Linked DNA regions of Danio rerio: region 1 is linked to region 2. Evidence: chromatin contacts called from public HiCAR-type data. All regions are on one chromosome and are shown on one strand. Each heading gives the region's core, a stretch centred on a gene start, on an enhancer-like site or on the middle of the called end of the contact. The rest is flanking DNA. Distances are from core to core; before and after follow the strand shown.

What was found. HiCAR-type assays count read pairs that join an accessible place to other places.
Region 1: a HiCAR-type map of caudal fin shows a contact between it and region 2, with 9 times the contacts expected there. The contact joins the promoter of rfxank here to the promoter of tjp3 in region 2. A contact is called at or near these places in 3 of 18 Hi-C or Micro-C datasets (caudal fin, embryo and an unstated tissue) and 2 of 4 datasets of contacts at active chromatin or transcription factors (caudal fin and embryo).

Annotation. Positions count from the first base shown.
Region 1 is chr22:17,855,196-17,862,058 of GRCz12tu, reverse strand. rfxank (regulatory factor X-associated ankyrin-containing protein) reads left to right here and starts at 3,029. Exons shown (of 7, transcript NM_001130641.1): 1 at 3,029-3,168; 2 at 3,289-3,354; 3 at 4,666-4,766; 4 at 5,134-5,259; 5 at 5,354-5,420; 6 at 5,495-5,575. The coding sequence starts at 3,069. It overlaps borcs8 (BLOC-1 related complex subunit 8), which reads right to left and starts at 1,040. Exons shown (of 6, transcript NM_001098247.2): 1 at 962-1,040; 2 at 642-754. The coding sequence starts at 998. It also overlaps a transcript of nr2c2ap not described here.
Region 2 is chr22:17,379,717-17,386,174 of GRCz12tu, reverse strand. It overlaps tjp3 (tight junction protein 3), which reads left to right and starts at 3,604. Exons shown (of 31, transcript NM_001328340.1): 1 at 3,604-3,784. It overlaps sbno2b (strawberry notch homolog 2b), which reads left to right. Exons shown (of 32, transcript NM_001423267.1): 32 at 1-239.

The DNA.
Region 1 (6,863 bases), core at 1,780-4,279, 480 kb before region 2:
TATTATTTCTAGCTCTAACATAAATATAAATACACAAAATAAAACAAACATCTGTTAAGTATTATTTATTGTAGATGTAAATATAATTTAAAATGCCACCAAAATAATCTAGCTAACATAATAAAAAATATATAATCTCACTAAATGTTTCAGTAAATAAATTAAATGCATGTTTCTCATACCAAAATTTAAAAAAGGATTTGTTATTTTATTTACTTTTTTGTTGCTAACTAAATTTTCATTAGATTAATTATTTGGGGAAATAGTTCAAAAGATAATGGTTAGTTTTATATTCGCACATTCATTCAGTGACATCTTGTGACACGGTGTATTGATATTTACCATGGTACTTTGAATATTTGGTCTGAAATCACATGCAAGAATGACTTTTAAAAACAACATTAGCACTATGTGTTTGACTGAACAATATTTGATAGTCATTGGCAGCAAATATGAATTAACAATTTAGAATTAGCAAAGAGAATATTTCTGAACTGATATTGTGAAGGAGAAAGTCTGAATATGTGAATATAAAACCAACTTTACCTCAGTCAAACGAACTAGTGTCTGATCAAATGTGCTTTCTGTAACCCAGAAATAAAAGCTAATCAGTATCAAAGAAAAGTGCTGAAATAACGTACCTTATGTTGCACGAGCTCTGGCAAGGATCTCCTGACATGTTCTTGTAACCTATAAAGGGCTATTGACGGTTCATTGGCTAAAACATACATACTCTCCGTGAATTTATCAGTCACTGCAGCAGAGATAAACAAAACACGTCATTAGTGTATTTCCCTCAAGTTCACAACAAACCAGCATGACGACAAACGCACAATTAAACAGTCTAATAGATGCAATGATGTAAATTAAATCTTTAAAACGATGAAGACAAAAGTACAGCAAGTCATTGTTGACCAACACGAATCAATAGGCATACAGATTTCGAATCTATCAGCGGTACCTCTTTTTACTTTCAACTGCATTTCTTGATCCTCCATTATTATTTAAAAATAAATAAATAAACGCCTGATACGACTTTGCTTCTGTAATATCAAAACACTACTGATTTCCCTAAGATTGTGCTCCCAAGAAATCATCCGGATGAACACAAGCTCAATAAATAGTTCCTAGCCTTTAGTTCTGAGGGGTTATGATTCATCTGAGTGATTCGAATCGTTTGAATCGGTTCACCAAAAAGATTTTTTTTTACTTGTTTCAAAAACAGTTAACAATAGCATGCAGAAACTTAGACCTTTAGAAAAAGACGGAGATGTTGTTACAATCTGCATAATACATTTTAAGAGGGGAGGAAAAAAATAAATATAAAGGAAACAAAAACAAAACAGAGAAGAGAGGGAAAAAAATCATTGAAAACAAAGACATTGAATGTAATTTTTGACTTTTAAAAGACTTTTTTGTTTTAACGCCCATTTAAGACACAATTTATGACTATATGTCTACGGATTTTTTCCAAAAATGTACACTTGTGAATAAAAAAAAATACTCATTATAATAAAAAGATTAACAATGTACTGAATGCAAGATTTAGAGTTGTAATAAACCAAAATTATTTCAAAAGTATTTAAAAAAATGTTAACCTTTGTCTTTTCTGAGAGATTGATACATAGTTCCGTCCAAAATTGTTTCACAAGCACATTCACAAAAAAGATGAACAATGGTTTGATTTACCAAAAATATTGAGTTACTGAATTATTCAGACTTCTGTACACTGTAAAACCCAACAGTCAACTTTATCAAATGAAATGTGTGTTGTTAACTCAACTTACTGAAAGTTAATTCTACTCATTTGAATTCAAACCAACTGAGTACTGTAAATCCTGATAAGTTAATGCAGCTCAAACCACTTGAGATAAAAAAAAAGTACTGTAAACTTAGGGCTGCACGGTGGCTCAGTGGGTAGCACATTTGCCTCACAGCAAGAAGAGCTGAAAAGAAAATGAATTAATTAATGAACAAATGCTGTGAACTTACTCCATTTAAGTTGAATTAATGAGGTATTTAATTAACTCATTACCTTCAACACTGAGTTCAAAACTCTTTTCAAATGAGTAGAATTAGCTACATTAGAATTAGTACATTTTGAGTTAACTACACTCATTGCATTTGATAGAATTGACTGTTGGGTTTTTGAAGTGTTTACAAGAACGTTGGGCTGGTTTCTTCTGAGGAAATTTTTAATTAATAAAAGTGAATGCTATAAATCTTTATAGGTTACATTCTTTATTCTGCTGATCACAAAGGACAATTTTTGAAGAAGGCTGAAAACCTGTAACCACTGAGGTAAAAAACAAATAGGCTATTATACAGGTTAACAGTTACAGCTTTTCAGCTGTTTTTTTTTTTCAATATTTTAGTTTGTGTTCAACAACTTTAACAACAAAACAAAAACAAATTATTAAATGGATAGTTTTTAAGGTGACCAGACAATACAAAAGTCTATTCTAACAACAAGAAAAACTGCCAAATTATAAATAAAGGGGCGCACTGACTCGGTTCATCCAACCAATAATAATTTTCATCCCAACTTGCTCTCAAATGCTATAGGTTCCAGCTCTATTCAGTAAAGATAAGAAAACAGTCACGCGCTTGAAAGAGTCATGGAAGTGAACAAGAACGATTCTTTAGTTCAAAGATTCGTTCAAACCCCCCCGACTCGCTTCAGAAAACCTCTTCCAGATTCTGTTCCAACTCTAATTTTTAAGACGGATGCGAATCATTCACAATCAAAAGTGCTATATCTATCATCAAAAAGTATTGTGAGCATTCGATATCATTCTTTAGACATCGAGGTTGCGTGTGTGTTGAACTGCCATTAAGTCTCCTATTTCAGTTTCACTTTTGCAAACGAATCAGGAAATAAAAGCAGCATGTATGATCCTACAAGCCTGTGAAGTTTAAGATATTATTTCCACATAAAGTGTTAGAAATCCAAGGTAAGACACTATAATTTTACATTAGAACTGCATATAAAATTGTTACTAAACTTGTTTGTTAAAGATATTTTTCAGCATTGCGTACATTTAAAGCAGGTGTAATGATCAGTGATTATGGAAAACCGTCATGACGAAAATGCTGCGAACCACTCGACCACTCTGACGAATAAACAGCGCGGGAATGAGGTCACAGTTCGACCGGCCACTTTAGACAGTGAGTCTGTCACTTTCTACCGTGCATATGGAAGGCAGATTTGAAATAAATCGTCCTTTAAAAGTAAATATGTGATGTAATTGAAGGTAATAATGAGTTTTCATTTTGTCTTGTGTTTAGACCTCTCAATTCATCAACTCGCAGCCCATGGAGAGATTCCACAACTGGAGATACATTTATCCAAAGGTATCCAATACTAATACCAATATCAGTAAATAAATGGTATTATCCAACACTTGCAATATAGTGTGTGTTTGGTGATCTCATACTTGAACAGATAAATAAATCAGTATAGAACAATTTCTGAAACAGTAATAAATGAACATCCAAATGTTTATTCAACATTTGCTGAAATAAATACTGTTGAAATAACCCAAATATAAGGATATGCATAGAAATTAATCGCACAAAGTTCTCTGCTCAACAGTTAAGATGAGGAATAACTAAATATATACCCAACACCTGCTGAACAAAATTAGTTAAAGAAGCTAACTTTAAACGCTCAAAAATTACATTCTTGAGGTGCAACCCTGGTAGAACCCTGGTGCAACAACAATAATGCTTCTATATATAACCCTTCAAGAGCAAAAACCCTTTTTTGATTAAAATAGTTCTATAACTACACTCACCGGCCACTTTATTAGGTACACCTTACTATTACCGAGTAGGACCCCGTTTTGCCTTCAGAACTGCCTTAATCCTTCGTAGCATAGATTCAACAAGGGAGATTTTAGTCCATATTGACATAATAGCCTCATGCAGTTGCTGCAGATCTGTCGGCTGCACATCCATGATGCAAATTTCCCGTTTAACCACATTCCAAGGGTGCTCTATTGGATTGACATATGGTAATTGTGGAGGCCATTTGAGTACAGTGAACTCATTGTCATCAGTCTGATGAGTTGCGCTTTATGACATGGCGCCTAATCCTGCTGAAAGTAGCCATCAGAAGAAGGGTACACTGGTCATAAAGGGATGGACATGGTCGGCAACATTACTCAGGTAGGCTGTGGCGCTGACACGATGCTCAAGTGGTACTGATGGGCCAAAAGTGTGCCAATGTCCCCCACACCATTACACCACCACCATCAGCCAGAACCGTTGATACAAGGCAAGATGGATCCATACTTAGAGATGGTTGTGTGTGAAAATCCCAGATTAGCAGTTTCTGAAATACTCAAACGTTCATGCCAATGTTCATGTCACAAAATCAAAGTCACTCAAATCACCTTTCCTCCCCTTATTCTGATGCTCAGTTTGAACTGCAGCAGATCGTCTTGACCATGTCTAAATGCCTAATGCATTGAATTGCTGCCTTGTGATTGGCTGATTAGAAATTTGTGTTACGAGCAGTTGGACAGGTGTACCTAATAAAGTGGCCAGTGAATGTATATGTAATATCAAGTGCATAAAGAAATAAAGTGCGGATATCCAACAACACTTTCTAAAATGAATCAGTGAATATATAAAAATACTTAAAATATGATTATCTTGCAGACAATTCTCTACTTAACAATCAAGATGAAAGAGGTTTTACACCACTGATGTGGGCTGCTGCATTTGGAGAGATAACGATGGTGGAGTTTCTCCTTCAGAAGGTGAGAATGACACATTTTTACACACTGTGACAAGACAATATATTTGATTTTCAGAATGCATCGACATTCCCTCTTGAATCGACTCAGAGCTTAGTTTTTACCAGCAGATGGCGCTGTGTGTACTCCGCTTGCATCAAATTCCTTACAAATACCACGTGAACCTGAAATAATCATGATTAAATTTAAGTTTTAAGCGAATTACAAGAGTATTCATAGTGAGCTGTGTTTACATAAATTTTATAACATAAAAGCCTAGCTTAGAGCGCCATCTGCTGTTAAATCTAAGCTTCCAATCGATTCAATAAAGAATTGACACAGAAAGATTTGTAATTTTTCACCACATCTCTACATTGTTATATTATTATAGGGAGCAGATCCAAAAACACTTGCTAGAGAAAGGGAAAGTGCCCTGTCTCTGGCCAGCGCAGGAGGATTTGCAGATATCGTTAATATTCTTTTACAGCATGGTGTTGATATTGATTCCTATGACTGGGTAAGGGTGATTTAATTAATTCTAACTTTAAGATGCAACAGAAAACGTTGACATGTTAAAAAAGTCCTAATCATGCCATTAATTTAAAAAACAGAATGGTGGGACCCCACTTCTGTACGCAGTTCGTGGCAATCATATGAAATGTGTCGAAGCCCTGTTACGTAAGTATTATTATTATTATTATTATTATTTTGGACTCTTTGTGATGACAAACTCAAGTAAGCTGTGTGTTTAGGATGTGGAGCAGATATTACATTTGAAGCAGACTCTGGATACAGTCCTGTTGCTCTCGCTGTTGCTTTGGGCCACAAAAAAGGCAAGAATCATTGTTTTTAAAGTACAGTGCATCCGCAAAGTATTCATAGCCTTTGACTTTTTCCACATTTATTTATTTTTTTGTTACAGCCTTATTCCAAAATGGATTAAATTCATACATTTCCTCAAAATTCTACACACAGTACCCCATAATGACAATGTGAAAATCTTTTTTTTATTATTGTTGCTAATTTATTAAAAACAAAACAAAAAAAAAAACTGAAAAATCACCTGTACTTAAGTTTTCACAGCCTTTGCAGTGAAGCTCTGAATTGAGCTCAGGTACATTCTGTTTCCACTCATCATTCTCGAGATGTTTCAGCACCTTAATTAGAGTTCACCTGTGGTAAATTCAGTTGATTGGACATGATTTGAAAAAGCACCTGTCTATATAAGGTTCCAGGGTTGATAGTGCATGTCAAAGCACAAACCAAGCATGAAGCAAAATAATTGTCTGTAGATCTCCGAAACAGGATTGTCTCAAGCAAAAGGCTGGCGAAAGTTACAGAAAAATTTTTGTTGCTCTGAAAGTTCCAATAAGCACAGTGGCCTCCATCATCCGTAAGTGGAAGATGTTTGGAACCACCAGGACTATTCCTAGAGTTGGCTGGTCATCAAAGCTGACTTAGTCAGGGACGTGATCAGTAACCGGATGGTCACTCTGTCTGAGCACCAGCGTTCTTCTATGGAGAGAGGAGAACCTTACACAAGGACAATCATCTGTGCAGCAATTCACCAATCATGCCTGTATGGTAGAGTGGCCAGACGTAAGCCACTCCCCACCTGGAATTTGCCAAAAAGGCATCTGAAGGACTCTCAGACCATAAGAAACTAAATTCTCTGGTCTGATGAGACTAAAAATGAACTCTTTGGAGTGAATGCCAGACGTCGCGCTTGGAAAAAAACAATCACCGCTCATCACTAGGCTAATACCATCCCCTACAGTGAAGCATGGTGGTGGCAGCATCATGCTGTGAGGATGTTTTTCAGCAGCAGGAACTGCAAGACTAGTCAGGATAGAGGGAAAGATGAATGCAGCAATCTACAGAGACATCCTGAATGAAACCCTGCTTCAGAGTGCTCTTGACCCTAGACTGGGGTGACAGTTCATCTTCCAGCAGGACAAGGACCCAAAGCACACCGCCAAAATATAAATAGAGTGGCTTCACAACAACTCTGTGAATGTTCTTGAGTGGCCCAGCCAGAGCCCAGACCTAAATCCTATTGAACATCTCTGGAGAGATCTGAAAATGGCTGTACACCGTCACTTGCCATCCAACCGGATAGAG
Region 2 (6,458 bases), core at 2,355-4,854:
AGAAAACGTGCTACTGAGTGTATGTATCTCCAAACGTTTTATTCCCGTGTTCTTATTGGTTATGCTTTTGTTATGCTTTTCTATAGGCTTATTTATGATTAAGATCCTGTTGTAAATATTGCAAAAGCAAACTGTGCCTTTCGACTGTTTCTTAAAGAAATTGTTTTCTACACATATCTAAAGAAAGGAACTTATTACAGTTTGTTGTTAACAAAAAAATAAAATGTTCAGATTCCTGATTTTGTGTTGTGCTTTTGATGATTTTTTGTTGTGTTTAGATGTTTGCGAACAGTGTTGGGAAAAGTTACTTTTGAAAGTAATGCGTTACAATATTGAGTTACTCCCCAAAAAGAAACTAGTTGCGTTACTTAATCACTTTTAAGGTAAGTAATGTGTTATGTTACTTTTGAGTAATTTTACTTTCCCTTACCTTTGCTGAACTTGTTTTCTTTCAGAACTTTATTTTTATTTTAATGGAAGAGCTCTGCTATTAACAACACACTGTACAACCTTAATTTACATTTTAAAAACATAAAAAAAATGTTAAAAAAAAAAAAAAAAATATATATATATATATATATATATATATATATATATATATATATATATATATATATATATATATATATATGAGCAATATCACACGAGTAGCAGTCTGATATGGCTGTATATCAGCACTGGTGGGAGGCGTGCGATGGCACGAGGTCGCAGTCCGAGTTTACGGCATAATTGTGCATATAAAAACAAAATCAAACACGGAGAGTTTCAAAGACCCTTTTGTATGTGGAACTACTTTCTTCCACATTGGATTCAAATCATAAGCTGACAGTTAAACAGTTGAGCGTGCATCTTTTAAACTTTAGATCTGTAGTGTCTGATTTTTGTTGGCTGTATGTGGGCGGAGTAATACACAAAGGATAAAGAGGCTGCAGGAGTTCTGATATTGCAGAATATCGCACGACTATCAGCCAATCAGATTTGAGAACCAGACTGAACTGTTGTATGTATATGTATATATATATATATATTAATATATATATATATATATATATATATATATATATATATATATATATATATATATATATACATAGGAACTTTCCTCCAACCTGGAAATGGCAGGTCACCTTTTTCCTTATTATTATGCTAAATTATATATATATATATATATATATTTAATTTAGCATAATAATAAGGAAAAAGGTGGCCTGCCATCTCCAGGTTGGAGGAAAGTTCTTACCCCAGGTGGAGTTTATCTTGGGGTTTTGTTCACAAGTGAGTGAAGGATGGAGCTCAAGATTGACTGGTGAATTGGTGCAGCAGCAACAGTAATGCGGTCTGTACTTGTCCGTGGTGGTAAAGAAAGAGCTGAACCAGAATGAAAAAGGCTCTCAATTTACAGGTCAATCTACATTCCTACTCTCACCAATGGTCATCAGCTCTGGGTTATGACCGAAAGTACAAGATCTTGGATACAAGCGGCCGAAATGAGTTTCATTCACAGTGCGCACCCTTATAGATAGGGTGAGGAGCTCTGTTACCCGAGAGGAGCTCGGAGTAGAGCCGCTGCTCCTCCACATTGAGAGAAATCAGCTAAGGTGGCTCGGTCATCTGTTTCAAATGCCTCTAGTACGCCTATAACTATGGAGGTGTTCCAGGCATGTCCCATCGGGAGGAGGCCTCAGGGAAGACCCAGGACACGCTGGAGGGACTATGTCTCATGATCCATCCGGAGGAAGTGTCTGGGGAGAGGGAAGTCTGGGGATCTCTCCTGAGACTGCTGCCCCAGAAGCAATGAATAATTTAGGATAGAGCGACATGGTGGCTCAGTGGGTAGCACTGTCGCCTCACAGCAAGAAGATCGCTGGTTCGAGTACCAACTGGGTCAGTTGGCATTTCTGTGTGGAGTTTGCATGTTCTCTCTGTGTTGGCGTGGGTTTCGTCTGGGTGCTCCGTTTTCCCCACAGTCCAAAGACATGCAGTATAGGTGAATTGAATAAACTAAATTGGTCGTAGTGTTTGTGTCTGGATGAGTGCTTATGGATGTTGTACTGGGATGCGGCTGGAAGGGCATCCGCTGAGTAAAACATATGCTGGATAAGTTGGCGGTTCGTTCCGCTGTGGCAACCCCAGATTAATGAAGGGACTAAGCCTAAGGAAAATTTATGAATTTAGGATAATTTTATCTTCTGATAACTTCCAGACCCCAGAGATATACATACCCTATGTACAGATTAATACTAGTTTAAAGCAACGTGTTCCCCTTTATTGGTTCTATGTGTTCAGAATAATGGGAATACTTCCACCACTGAAATGTAAGCATTTAAGTGCATTTTCTCATCCGGTGCGTGATTCAACGTGACTATGTTCATTTTTAATTCAGCAACTTATTTTTTAAAAGCTATTTAATTAATCTTAAAAACAACTAGCATTACATTTAAAAGGGACTGGAATATTGTTGCTTCATTTTTTAGGTAATGCGTGACTTGTTACTTAAAAAAGTAATTCGCCCCAACAAATAATTTTGTTCACTGCTGACATAATTAACTTGAAGGAAAAACGTTTTAACTGATTATTATTGTTGTTGCATAATAATACAAGAGAACATATCTAAATAATGTTGAAAACCGGTAACCATTGACTTCCATAGTACTTTTGTTTTTCCTACCATGGATGTCAATGGCTACCGCTTTCCAAAATTCTTCAGAGTATCTTCTTTTGTATAAACAGGAGAAAGAAACTCATTATGTTTGCAACCGCTTGAGGGTGAGCAAATGTTCAGTAAATTGTAATTTTGGCTGAACTATCCGTTTAATGGTAAACAAGTTTGATTAGATATTGCTTTCCCTTTAGTAGTCTACTGAGGCCACCTAGTGGTTACCCTTAAGATCCTTTAAAGTATGCAAAAGAAAAACATACAGCCATCACAATGGTACCATGGATTTTACCATGGTACAACGACAAGATAGATATATCGTAGTACAGTATTTTTTGTAAGGGTATAGGCCTACTAAATGACATCATGAAACTATAATAAATAAAACTACCAAACATACTATGTTATAAGTAGATGTGGCAAAGACTAAGGTTTTAATCTGAGATCTGATTTTAAATTAGACAGATTCATCACAGACGAAATTCATTAGCTTTCCTAAATGCACTAAATGTTGTGGCTTTTACATGCGTAATACTTTTTTGAAAGAATCTTACCTTTTTTAATCGTGTTGTTTAGTAAAGAATTTATTCAACAACTTGAGTCAGACTTGTGTGACCGCAGGCTAATCCCGCGCTTTCTCCAATGAGGGCGCTATCGTACAAGCCTAAGGAAACAAAACTTTTTTTAGAGACACCTTTAAGCATTTTCAGTCATATTACAAACTAAAAAAATCTAAAACATTCATAGAATAAAACAAACATCAAATCAGCTATTTTATCATTCTTGTACTTTTTTATTATTTCAAGTCTCACGTTTATCTCTGTTTCAAGTCTCACGTTTATCATCGAATGGAAATAAGACCAACATGCCTCTACTTTTTTTTTGAGTCTTGTTTTTTTCCCCAACATGTCTCTGTTGTGTGTATAGAAACTAGCTTGATGACGAAACTGCCCGACCTGTCTTAAACTCCTCCCCCTGCTTACAGGTACATGGTCAGGTGCTGTAGTAATGCAGGGCAATATAACGAAAGCTTTTTTAGAAATCTGCAGGTGCCAGGCCCAGTAAGGCCTGCGATACGGAGCTAACTGTATATTTTAGGGTTGTTTTTTTAAAGTGGTGCGTAATAAGGTGAGTGAAGTGTTTTTCTTTCCTGCGCTGTGTTTGTTTATCGATTGATTGTGTTGGCCTGGGTCGCATTTCACGTTTTTGCTGCCAACTGTTGACTTGCTTATGGTCATACACGACTCTGAATTGTGAAGTTTAAGATCGTGTTACTTTTACATCTGCTTAAGTTTTTCATTTAAGATTTTGAGAGTTTTTGTTTATTTGTTTTAAAATCACAGTTTGAGTTTTTTTCTAGCTTTTAGTACAACTTACTTTGTTTCTTTTAGGAAGTGTAACGTAGTTTGCGTTTAGGAAATTTAAACTTCTTGACAGTTTACATGTGAATTATGTTGATGCACTTTGATTCGTCTCATTCATTTGAGAACCAAACATATGATTAACCGTTTTTCAATTCCGAATCTTTATTTGTTTTGTGAAAGTTGCGAAAAAACTTGTAATTTTTAATCGCCTTCTGATAGTTACATGTGAACGTCGATAGATCTTATTAATCTAATATATGAAAATGAATGTCAACTGTGAATGTCGTCATCATAAGATGGCAACGTCCGATTTGTTCGAATCTTTCTTTTGAGTCGAATCTGTTGAGGTGATTCACAAAACATTTCTGAATGATTCGTACGAAAACTTAATCTTGAGTCATTATTAACACGCCGAAATAAAATTTTTAATTTAATATAATCTTAATTAGATTATAAAGCAACTGTTAGGTGAATTGATAATATTGATAAACTTAAAAAGTAAGATTAAATCTAATAGTGCTTTTTGCAGTTACAGCCTCGGATCTTTTTTATCTTTGTTCGAAAGAACCGAGTCGCGAGAACGACACCAATTTTTTAAACAGTACTGCAGAAACCAAGACTCACCTGGCTCTACAGGTTCCGCAACTCGTTGGAGTCAATACATGCTTTGTGGTTTCACTGTGGTTTCGACAATCTGCTTTCCCTTATATACACATTTCTCTTTATCTATGGCAGTCTCAATCTGTGAGTTAATAATAGACTAGTTTTGAAAGGGCTATTTAGCATGGTTAGCATAAATATGACTTTATTCAATCCTTGAAATGTCATTGTGGCAAAGTATTTCAAACCAGTATGACTTTGTCGATATACGGCCTAACAAAGCATTTACACTTATTTAATGAAATTAAGTTATCAGAACATTCTAAGCTTAAATGTTTTATATTTCATATCCCTTGTTAGTATAGTTTGCCCCAAAATGAAAATGGTCATTTCTAATAATTTACTCACTGTCAAGTAATTTTAAACCTTGTTAAGTTTCTTTCTTCTGTTAAACACAAAAAGTAACTATTTAGAAAAATGTTAGAAACCTGTATACCGATTGAGTTACTGTTGTTTTTCCTTCTGAAAGTCAACGATTACAGGATTTCAGCTTTTTATTAAAATATATTCATTGGTGTCCCACAGAAGAAAGAAACTTAAAGGTTTAAAACCACTTGAGTGTGAGTAAACTTTCACTTTTGTTTGAAAGATCCTTTTAATTTAAACACTGGTGGAAAAAAAAGTATGTACTGTTATTGCTTTGTGAACCTTATCAAAGACGAGAGTGAACTTTCTATGTATTGAAGAATGTTCATTCATAACACAGAGGGAAACTTTGTCATGTTAGCCAGAACTTTCCCTGTTAGCTGGGTGTGTAGCTTTGTTTCTTAATGTTGTCTGTCATGAAGCAGAGCAACGAGTGTAAACAGTTTTGAAGAAGTGGGCAGGACCACCAGAAACCCCTATTGGGAAAGCGTTTATATAGACTGAATGAGGGGGAACACCTTAACACAACAGCATCTGATGTGTGTTCATCATCCCTCCTCCATTTCCTGTCAAGAGTGTTGGGTGTGTGATGATTCCTGTAAACTCGCTACTCTTGGGTTTTTGGGAAAAGCTAGCTTAGATTTGTCACCTCCTGGTTTTATTTTTGTTATGAAGCTCAAGTGTTTTATGAAGGAAATGCTGCAGTAGTGAAACATTGTGTTTGCTGAATAGGGCTTCAGAATGGATTTTAACAGCTCACTATGTGGTTGTTGGGGTGATCTGGGTTGTTGTGATAGTCTGGCCTTTGGCTTTTATACGTGGCTTTTCATTTTCACTTTCTTTTTATCATTGCTAGCTGAAAAAACTTAAAATTTCACCCTCATGTTTTGTTGTTGTTGTTGTTGTTGTTGTTTTTTTTACCATGAACACATGTATTGTTTTGTTACCATTCGCTGCCACTCTGGAAAATTTTGATTTAGAGCTATTAATTTATAAAGAGATAATGCATTCATTCATTTTCTTTTTAACTTAGTCTCTTTATTAATCTGGGGTCGCCACAGCGGAATGAACCACTAACTTATCCAGCATATGTTTTACACAGCAGATGCCCTTCCAACTTCAACCCATCACTGGGAAACATCCATACACTCCTATTCACACACATGCACTTCGGACAATTTAGCCTACCTAATTCACCTGTACCGCATGTCCTTGCACCTGTGGGGGAAACCGGAGCACCCGGAGGAAACCAATGCAAACACGGGGAGAACATGCAAACTCCACACAGAAATCCCAACTAACCCAGCCAAGGATCAAACCAGAGACCTTCTTGCTGTGAGACGACAGTGCTACCCACTGTGCCACCGTGCCACCCAGAAGTAATTCATTTATATAAAAATGCATTCAGAATG